2 separate regions of the Capsicum annuum genome follow, and region 2 is linked to region 1. The links are chromatin contacts, called in public Hi-C maps. All regions are on one chromosome and are shown on one strand. The core of a region is the stretch at or near the end of the contact, and the rest is flanking DNA. Distances in the headings are between cores, read along the strand shown. Region 1 has its middle 9.6 kb from the start of LOC107841109. Region 2 holds the start of LOC107841111 (cytochrome P450 734A1).

Region 1 (5,756 bases), core at 2,401-4,900:
GCTTTGTTGGGGTAAAGTAAAGAGGTTCCCGATGGACCTTTTAACTCAAGAAAAAAATCATTTTATAGAATAGGTCAAAAAATTATTGATCTTATCCCCGAAAAAAGGCATGACAGATTTGCTAGACATTTCCTCAACACTTGCAAACTATAACAAGGGGCAGGTATTCTTTGTAATAACACCAAATAGTAAAGACGGCCTTCAAGGTTACAAGGTTAAAATTTTCTTATGTCAAAGCGCAAGGGAATTTAGCAGTTTATATATAACTAAGCACAGACAATCTATAAAATGATGGTATAAAAAATCCTACACTATCCATACATAAAAGTTGCTCTTATAATAATAAACTTGCAGAACCGTGGGCTAACACCCACCGATTTGGTCCGAAAATGGTCCGTTCGTGCTGTTTCACCTGTTTAACCACTCAAACGGCCTCGCCGACCCGGCCAACCCACCTTCCCCGGCTCCTCAGCCTGCCTGGGAGCTCCCGGTCAATTTTCGGTTCAAAACACGACCGCATCTATTACTTGTAATTATCTTTTAAATTAATTCTACACTATCCATGCATAAAAGTTACTCTTATAATAACAATGCAAAATATGGTCCCCTAAAATTATAAGTTTTTGGATTTATGGGTTTTTGTTATGGACTAAATTTGGCCTTGTGTCAGATTTTCTGGGCCATGGACCAAAGGTGGGTTCTTCTAAGGGGAAAGGACAAAAATAATACCTAAAACTAAAATAATTCCACAAAACTAGCACCTGAATTTAAAAACTCAGTAAATAACCATTAAGCATCACAATTCGACCCTTTCTATTTTGTGTACTGGGCCACCGACTTCTATATCATAGTATATGCATGTGATTGCAAAAGTCGGGTAAATTTTCTTCATGTTAGAAACTTCAAGGAAGCTCAATTCTCCCGTTGCAAATTCCAAACTTTCTTTCAACAAAACATTATTTTAATCATTCTAATCATGAAAATTAGCTTAATGCATGAACCACTTTTCTTATAAATACGCCATTCTCATCTTCCATCTACCATCTTCTAAGTTTCATTATCTCTTTCCTTTCAACAATAAAAAAAAAACTTCTAATTAACATTCAGAAAACACTATTTTTCTCGAAACTTCTTGTTCATTTTCATCGTTTCCAAAGTGAAAGAAACAACAAAAGATGTTTGGAAATATAGACTTTGAATATGATTATGCTTTACTTCAACCAATTAAACTTCAGTTACTTGACGATTGGGAATGGAAAAATCCTCCAGCAATATCTTCCGAAAATTCTGCCTCATCTTATGGCAGAAACAAAAATATAGTTTTTACATGCATTTTAAAAATGTATCAATCTAGTATAAGAGAGTATCAATTGAGAATATAGACACTGTAATTGTATCACTGTAGTATAAAAGTGTATTAATGTGGTATAAAAGAGTATCAATTGGGTATAGGGATTGCATGTGCTTGCATAGAATTTCCCTTCTCCATTTTAAAAAGTGTATCAATATAGTATAAAAGTGTATTAATGTAGTATAAAAGTGTATTAATTGATTATAGAGACTGCATGTGACCAATTGGGCCAAATGGCTAAAAAAAAGATTAGTTTAGCTGACTAAATAGCCCATGTCCACCTTTACAAATGTGGGCCATTTTTTTAAAAAATGGGCAACCCATGTACTTTTCCCTTCTAATAAGTTAAATCAAAGTTGTTACTAAATTTAATCCATAAAAGTCGAAATCATAGGGTGCAAAAAGACATAGCATGCTTATGGTTCCTTAATGAGTTGCCAAGTTTGTTGTATAAAAGTTGCAACAAAATAACATAAAATATTAATGAACTTCAATCAAAGAAGAACTTGTTTCTTTGAAGTTACATTTCATCAACCACTTAGAAAGACAAATAGTCTTTAGACATGTAACCATAACAAGAAAACATATGGGCTTACATTTTGTTTGGGCCTTTCATATTGTGGGACATCTTTTGGAAAAGCCCACTCATAAGCTCTTCTTATGAGGTGTACTCTATTTGTTTCTTTCTCGTCTATTCTGAAAAGACTGATATCTTTCTATATTGGATAATGGTTTAGTCCTAACGCTCTAGTTGCCGTTACTGTCCTGACATGTTGAAAATTGCGTTATGTCAAGAGATATTGTTCATATGTTGTAAAATTTTAGCTATATGTCGAAAAGTCTTTCTTACTTGAGCATTGAGTACTCATTTGAATACATAAATACAAAATAAAATAAATAATAATAAGTTAGTGAGTAGAATATAGCTACGTTCATCAATTTTTTTTTGTTGTTGTTGAAATTTTAAACTTAGAACACACTTGCGAACGCAAGCATGGACACATTCTTGTTGCCCTAACTAACATGCATTTGTAATATTAACATGACATATATAAACTCATGTGTCAAAAAAGTCTTTATTTTTTCGCCTTTTTAAGACAGGCATTCATTACGGTCTTATTAAACGAAAAGAAATGAAAGAAGTAATAGCCACTAAACCATCTTGACACTATGAAGTAAATTCAGAATTTTAAATTAGTCGAAGGGAGAGTATCACTACACCATATTGGTTGAAAATAGAGTACATTTACCACTGTTTTATTTTCTTGTGGATGTATAAACAAACTTGTATGAAAACAATGAGACATGAGTTAAAGGGAGATGTTTGGTTTATTTGTCTAGTGTAAGTTTAAAACATTGAAACAAAAATTCAGAAAATAACAAATGATCCATTTAAGTAGTTGGGGTGCACCTTGTTCACCTTATCAACTTAATCCCAATTGATGTGTCTCCATCCATGTCTGTTCAAACCACAACCAAAGATAGAAGCCCATCCCCCACCCCCCACTCCCACCCCCACCCTACCCCATAACTAGCACTCATTGGCCTTTTTTTAGGCCATTCTTTAAACTTTTTTCGTTGTTAATCTAGTGGGCTAAATTTAGTGTAATCCTAGTAGTGGGGTTGCAAAGGGTAGGATGTACGCAAACTTTGTGTTGTGTAATCCTAGTAGTGGGGACTGCAAAGGGTAGGATGTACGCAAACATTACTACTACTTAATGGCCTAAAATAGGGTCATTTGTGCAATTGGTCCATCCTACATCATATTTTCAATGCATAACCCTTACCAAGGCCAACAATAACATCAAACTTCAGTGTAATTCAACAAATGGGGTTCTGAAGGGGTATAACATACGCAGACTTTACTTTTACTTTTGCGAGATAGAGAGGCTATTTTTTTAAATTACGTAGTCGCAAGTCTAATGGGCCAAACTTTCGTCTTTAAAAGTAATATTAATGATCATCTGTTTCTTCTTTATGTTCTGCTGATCTGAAGCATCCAGTAGCGCCTCACCGGCTTAGAAATCAAACATAAAAAACGGCTAAAATATCAATTAGTAATTTACCTTCTGTTGCCAGAAGAACTTATCTTCTCCTCTTGGTAAAATGAGCCTCTATTTTTGAGTTCGACAAAGTGAAAGAATCAATTCTATCATTCAAGTCGGACAACACTTATCTACCCTAGTAAGATTAATGGACTCAAAAGTGGCCATTTGTGCAAATGGCCCACCCTAGTCCCACTTCTTTAATGGACTGAATAACACTGTGTATTGCCCACTAGGCCATCCCCATCATTCCAACCCAAAAGTGGGTGTACAAAAGCTGGTCTGTTACTTAACAAGCATGTTCAAAAACTAGATGAGAGGTGTGGCCTCAAAAGTACACTTACATGAAAATTTTACTTGGCCCATTTGTTAAAATTAATGGCCCATTAATGGGTCCATTAATGGGCCCATATTTAGTTTTTTGGGAGGTGAGTTGAAGGCAACAATTAGTAACTTTCATTGTCGGTGGGTGGGTGGTTGCTTCTATATGCAGATGCCGAGTCAAGATTTTCATGAAGGGGGTTCGACATCTATTATATATACATAAAATATAATTTTAATGATGTATAAATAGTATAATTTTTCGCCTAAGGAGTTTTCGTGAACCTCCATTACAAAGGTTGGCTCTGCCCCTGCCTATATGCATGTTACAAAATTTGCTATACTAGTATTAGAGATCGTGGTGGAGTGGTAAGTATTGTGTCTCCGATTCGAGTTCTGATATATTCTTGTTAATAAACTTCATTCAAAACCGGAAAAATGATGTTTGAATAGAAAATGAAAAAGGATATTTCGAACCTAACAATTTTCTTGTATGTTCTTGAGAAATTTAAGTCCCTATGTTACAACAGCAACGTAAATTATAGAATTCTGCTTTTTTTTTTTTTTTAAGAATAATGCAAAAAATCATTGAGAGTGTTTCAAATTTACGGTAATATAAAAAATAGAGTGAGCGTATTTGGAAATAGCCATGTGATTTTACTTTTAAAAATTATGAATTAACGGCGTGAGACCTGTCTTCTTCTCAACCAATTAAGAGTTAGAAAAAAGTACTTCTACATATAAGCACAAAAACCTTTAAATCTCTTTAATCAATGAGGGACAAAGTTACTTCCCCTCCATTTTATTAACTCAAATGGTCACTCAATTTTAAACTTTTATTTTTAAAAAATCACTCAACTTTAGATTTTTATCTCAGAAAGTCACTCAACTTTCATATTTTTAGTGAAAGTTGAGTAACTTTCTGAGTAAAGATCAAAGTTACTGAGTGACTTTCTGAGTAAAAATGTGAAAGTTGAGTGACTTTCTGAGTAAAGATCAAAGTTGAGTGACTTTCTGGGATAAAAATTCAAAGTTGAGTGATTTTTTAAAATAAAAGTTCAAAGTTGAGTGACTTTCTGAGATAAAATGTGAAAGTTGAGTGACTTTCTAAATAAAAATGTGAAAGTTGAGTGACTTTATGAGTACAGATGAAAGCTGAGTGACTTTCTGAGATAAAAGTTCAAAGTTAAATAACTTCCTGAAATAAAAAATCAAAGTTGAGTGACAATTTGAGTTATTAACTCTTCTCAATTCACACTTCACTTAAAATATAAAATCCAACAAGTCTTATCATATCATATCACGATTATCGAACATCGCGGGAAAAACCAAAAAAAAAGATTGCTATATATACATATATATTTCTGATCCACAAAGTGAATTCAGCCAAATTTATCATACATCTTTTCAAGATTCATCTTCTATTTACTATTTTCTTGTTAGGTTACCCCTTTGCCTTTTGTCCCTACTATTTCGTTTCTCTTTTTATGAATTGTCTATTCATTCTTTTTTTAAACTTCATGATAACTCATTTCATCAATATCAATTTGTCTTCTTCCATACACACACAACATCTACATCTATATATGCATGATGATGACTTGAAAAAATATCAAATAAACAAACTTGTTAACGTGTCAAAACCATAATATTTGCAAAACTTAGAATCACATGTATAAGCTAAGTGTTATTTTCTTTTGGTCATATTTAAGATGACATAATGTAGGTAAGTGATATGTAATATTATAGTGAAAGGGACATTGAGAGCTCTTTGGAATAATAAATTTGGGAGTTCTCAAGTCACATGGACTATCATGTGATGATATGGAATTTCAAGAAGCCAATATATATAGATCATATTATGGTAGGGTAAAGGGTATAATATACCATGATCATCATGAGATGTGATGGAGAAAAATTAAAGAATTTATTACACACTTCATTATTAAAAACACAAACAATTTTTGAAGGGAAAACAAATTGAATTACAAATGGGAACTATCAAAATTGTTTAACTAAAAATATGTCTTTTAATTGAC
Region 2 (5,756 bases), core at 1,709-4,208, 34 kb after region 1:
TATTGGTAAAATTATTGTCACGTGAAAAGAGGTCATAAATTCAAATCGTGATAGCAGTCTTTTCTTCCAACCCCGCATATATCAGAAACTTAATACACCAAGCTGCTCCTTAATTAAAGTCAGAAAAACACAAAAAAACATTTAGCTGAATACATTTTATCGAAAATTCTATCATATATATAAAAGTTATACTATACAAAAGATTTAACAAGATTACTTACCCTGGAGTTTCACTGTCCAGTAGCACGCGGAATCAAACTACATAAGAAAACCCACAAAATTAAAATCTCAGATCTGCCTCTCACAAATAATACAGGCTGTTATTTATAAGTTAGGAAACACAATGAATTATTATTTTACTTAACATGATTAGACTTCTATCGATTAACATTCCATCCATAATTTTCCATTTTTTCTTTCATATATAAATAAATCTTCTAACCAAAAAGTAATTTTTTTTTTGTGGTTGGGGTAGCCGGGTAGGGGTGGGGTGGGTGGTGGGGGTGGGGGTGGGGGTGGAGGGGGTGAAGAGGGTTGTTAGTAGTTGCATAAAATTAGATAACATGTGACAACATATTTCTAAAATAATAGTTGCAAGTTTACACCTCATGCCTGTCTGTTATCTCCTAAGGTTGCCATGACTTTTTTTTTTTCCGACCGGTGTTCGATATTTATATTGGAGCCCGACTAATTTGGATTGCGTATTGCATGGCCATTCTGGGGGTGGTGCTCCCAGCAGAATTTTTTCTCCATACTCAGGGCTCGAACCCGAAACCTCTGATTAAGGATAAAGTAGTCCCACCACTACACCACAACCCATATCGATAGGTTGCCATGAATTGATAAGCTTGTGATTGAAATTAAATTGCCATACACCTAATCTAAAGTCACATATTAATTAGAATAATTCACATCATTTAATAGTTAGATCATCCATTCCATCATCTTATGCAACCATTTGTACGTACTTAATTAATATTCCATTCCCCCCTAAAGCATGCTAATCATGAACATCCATAACTTTGTCTGTTCGAGTTTGTTCACATTATAATTATAATTCGAAATTCAAATAAAGTAAAATGGGTTGCGGTTAGAGGCGAATTCAAATAATATTTTGGTTATCAATAAAATGTTTATAAATAATAAATCAACTTTTTAATAACTCAAACGTATGGTTTGAGTCAAAATTACTGAATTTATTAAAGTCGTAAATATAAAATGGCTTCGCCTTAATTTGATAAGTTGATGGTATTCGTAAAACTAACTCATTAACGATGAATTTTCATAATACAAAATATAAAACGAACATAAATAAGACAATTATGAATTAATAATATCTTTTTCTGGCCTTGTTACTATTACAATCATACTACTAGTCGATATCAACTTACCTAAGAATTAAGGCATAGTGATTATAATATATGCTAAATTAATCCCCATATTTTGAAATTTTTGGTCAATGAAGAAAGTCCAATTAAATTTCATAGTGGAAGTCAAGATTTTTGAGCTGAAATTGAAATTTTCTTTAAGGAAAAAAAAAAGGTAATAAGACTTTGGCTATATTAGCCAGCCCATCTATTTTGATGTTGGTAGGTTTTTGCTGAAATCAACAAATGCCATAATGGCATTGTTTCATTTTTATACATTGTTTATATATGTAAAGTTGAAAAATGCCAAAATAGATTCAATGAGATATAATTAAATTAAGAAAAAAAGTAAAATAAATATATCCTTTTAACTTATTATATTTATACAAATTCTTATCCTTATAAAGTAAGTCTAAAAATCACAACTAATTATGTATCTTTGTTGGATGTATCAGGAGATAATTATATATTTCAACAAATTCAAGATCGAAAAAAACATATCGAAAGCTAATTATGTATCCTTACAAGAAAAAAATGTATCTTCGTTGGATCTATTATGTATCTCAACAAACTCAAAATTTTAAAAAAAATGTATCAGGAGCTAATTATGTATCTTTACAAAAAAAAATTGTATCTTCGTTAGATGTAACGAAAGCTAACTATGTATCTCGACAGATCCAAAATTAATTTTTTTTTTATAATTATGCAAAATATCAAAATTTTTTATAACTAAGCTCTAAATTGTCGAGATTTATGTTATTTCATCTATAATTAAACTACCCCCAAAACAAAAAAATACTAGTTTGGACTGTGATAAAACGATTGAGATTCTTTTATCCTTGATTTAAAATTTCAGAATTGTGTCTTTAATGTGAAAAAAAATCATGTTAGGAGTACGATCTTTAAAAAATACATGTTGTGATACTCAAATTCGAAGTTCAATATGCATATCAAACACTAAATAAAAAACAAAACTAACAAACTACGAAAATGGTTAGATTTACCCTTATATTCTTCAAAAGAAGTTATATTTATCCATCATTATACTTTTTCTGATAGCTAAAGGGATTTAAAATTTGAAGAAAAACTAATCGAATGAGGTTCAACATCTACAATATATATACATAAAAATTATTTTAATTATGTATTAATAGTGTAATTTTTCGTCGAAAGAGGTTTGAATGCTGGCTCCGCCTCTATCTATATGACGCCTACATGAATATTTGTTTCTCCTAGCGAGCTGATGGGGTCATTCGAACTCCTTTCGATGAAAAATTATATTTTTATACATAATTAAGTTAATTTATATATATATATATATAAAATAGATATTAAATCTCCTTTAACTTGTTTTATATGTTTACTTTTTCATTTTTTAAAGCTTTTTCAGAAAATTTAGACTCTGCCACTAAATACAAATACCGAACATTAGATGAAGAAAAAGAAAAAAGAAACTACCTAGAAAAGACAAGGGCAACATTGTCTCAAAAAGTAACATAAAAATAAAATTATAAATTATTTCTTAAAATTAAATTAGTTTTTTTTTTAATTTTATTTAATTCGTTGACCCTTATAATTCCAATGGCGGCCCCTACGCCGTTGGCCTTGCCAAACAAACTTCTCTCTCTATTTCTACTTGTAATTTCTCTCACAAACTTTGTTGGCATTAAAAAGAGAAAACACTCAGAAAGAACCACCAAACATAATTTACACACACACACACACTAGCAAGAACAAAATATATACACTAGCCACTTCCAACAACAACAACAATAGGAACAACAACAACAAAAAAAAGACTAAGGGTGTCTTTTTTTTGTTTAGTGTTTTTGTTGTGTTTTGCAAAATGGAAAATTGGTTCAAGATTCTTGGATTTTCATGTTTGGTTTCAATTTTCATGATAAGGGTTGTTGCTTATTTATGGTTAAGACCAAAGAAAATTGAAGAACATTTTGCCAAACAAGGCATTAGAGGACCTCCTTATAAGTTCTTTATTGGAAATGCTAAAGAAATTGTTAGTTTAATGATGAAGGCTTCTTCACAAACTTTGCCTTCTTATTCTCATAATATTCTACCAAGAGTTCTCTCATTTTATCATCATTGGAAGAAAATTTATGGTAAGTTTTTGAATTTTGGAAATTATTTTTTTATTATTTTGATTTTTGGTGCAAAATTCAGCTAAGAAAAAAAAAAGTGTCATTTTTTGCAAAGTTGAAGTCTTTATGTGTACTTTATAAATGTCCATTTTGCAAATTTGTGTTTTTGAGTCTTTGTGTACTTTGGTTTTCTTGAAACTATTTAAAAGTGTCCATTTTTGCAAAATTTGTGTTTTTGATCTTTCATCTTTTAGCATTCTTGGAAAAAAGATAAGTTAACCGTCTTGAAATGTCTTGAACGAAGTTTGGAACCATAAAAAAGTATTCATTTTTGCTAATTTGTTGTTTGGTTTCTTAGTACTCTTAAAAAAGTTCGGATTCACTGTCTTGAAATGTCATAAAACAAAGTCTTTATTGTGTAATCTCAGCTTTCTTGAAAGCATTAGAAAGTGTCCATTTTTGCAAAATTGTGTTTTGAGTTTTCATCTTTTGATAAGTTGGTTTCTTATTAATATTGTTAAAAAAGTTGAAGTCTTTATGTACTTTGTTGGATTTTCTTAAAACATTTTTTTTTTCTTTTTTTAAATTTTTTTTTTTTTTTTTTTTCTGATTTTGTTGTGATTGTTTGAAAGCTGGCCTCTTGTTGTGTACTTCTTTAATTTAATGTCCTTTTCTTTCTGCTATTGATGAGTTGGTGGAGTTGTGAAGTTCAGTGTTTCAGAATACTGCTGCAGAAGCCAAATAAAAAAATAAAAAAAATTCTTTAGTTTCTTATTTTAAAAATCTCCCAAAAGATTAAAAAAATTAATTAAAATATTTTTAATTTTTTTTTATGTGGTCCAAATTTTTGTAAAAATTGAAGTTTTGGAACATCATAGTCATGGGTTTTTCATGAACTTTATCTTTTTTCTGTTTCATTTTTTGTCCTTATAGTTCTTTTAGATTTTGTTGTAACTTATAATTCTTGATGATGAAGTTTTTGTATAATGTTTGTTAGTGACATAATAATTTATTTATTTTAATTTTTTTTTGGTGTTGTCATATTTCTAACTTTTATTGTTTTGTTTTTTTTAATCTTTTTTTGCTCTTTCTGTTTTATTGTAGGGTCTACACTATCCATCCTCTCTGAATCACTGCTTTTTTTTTCCAATTTCATTTTCTCTTTACTGTTTTTGTGCTTAACTTGTTCATAAATGCATGTTGCTTTCTGTCATTTCCTTTTTTGTGTAAAATTCTTCCCTTCTCTTTATTACTATTTTTTTTTGCACTCGTATCGTCACTCAACGAATAGTTATTATTTTATTGAAATATGAATTTCTGGATAACGGTAACTATGAGTTGAATGACCATATGAGAAATTAGACGAGTGATGTTCAAGTGGTTGAGCACCTCTATAGTCGATAACAGGGGCGGAGCCACCTTATGGTTAGGGGGTTTCTGAATCCCTTCGGCAAAAAATTATACTATTTGTGCATATAATTGATGTTGAACCTCCTTCGACTAGTTCGTGCGCCTAATTCTTTCGATTTTGAATCCCTTTAGTGAAAATTCTGGCTCCGCCACTGGTTGATAGGTAGGTTGAAGGTTCAAGTCGTGCAGAAAGATAAGTGTGAACATTGTTGATCCTCTAGATGGGGCGCGGTGGGGGGAAAAACATCATCTGAGGAACCAACCCTTTGTTTTTCGGGAGTTTATAGCTATTTGGTCAAAAATATATACGGTCGCTAGGTGATATACATATGATATACAGTAATTATACATCTATCGACTATTTTTACGGACGGTTTAAGGTAATTTTCCTTTCTTTTTTTAACAGGTGCAACATTTCTAGTGTGGTTTGGACCAACACCACGTTTGGCTGTGGCTGATCCTGATTTAATTAGAGAAATTTTCACTACAAAATCTGAATTTTATGAGAAAAATGAAGCACATCCATTAATTAGACAACTTGAAGGAGATGGCCTTCTTAGTCTCAAAGGTGAAAAATGGGCTCATCATAGGAAAATTATTACACCTACTTTCCATATGGAAAATCTCAAAGTAAGTTTAAATTTTCTTTTATTTTCCAATTCTTTTTTTTAAATTTACTGTTAGTCGAAAATGCCCTTCGTATTCGAGCCTTCAGAATGGAGTCGGAGAAATAGTGCATATTAGCCACTTTGTCATGGAGTTTCAAATTCGACAAATAGTGCATATTAGCCACTTTGTCATGGAGTTTCAAATTCGACAAGTGAAATTTTAGGATATTTTCCTAGAGTTTTCCTTGTGAATTTTGAAATTCCAGGATATTGGC

Evidence for each region. Hi-C and Micro-C count contacts between places; a contact is called where the count stands out from the background.
Region 2: a contact with region 1 is called in a Hi-C map of pericarp, with 5 times the contacts expected there. The contact joins the promoter of LOC107841111 here to the enhancer-like site in region 1. A contact is called at or near these places in 5 of 5 Hi-C or Micro-C datasets (bud, leaf, pericarp and 1 more).

What each region holds. Positions count from the first base shown.
Region 1 is chr9:212,276,596-212,282,351 of UCD10Xv1.1, forward strand. No RefSeq gene overlaps it. Among protein-coding and RNA genes, the nearest start is that of LOC107841109, 9.6 kb to the left of the region's middle. Within about 2 kb of position 3,651, at least 1 of the 5 cell types and tissues checked has an H3K27ac peak or open chromatin away from gene starts, as enhancers often do. A contact at or near this core is called in pericarp, where this site is marked.
Region 2 is chr9:212,311,201-212,316,956 of UCD10Xv1.1, forward strand. It overlaps LOC107841111 (cytochrome P450 734A1), which reads left to right and starts at 2,959. Exons shown (of 5, transcript XM_016685115.2): 1 at 2,959-3,484; 2 at 5,280-5,503. The coding sequence starts at 3,214.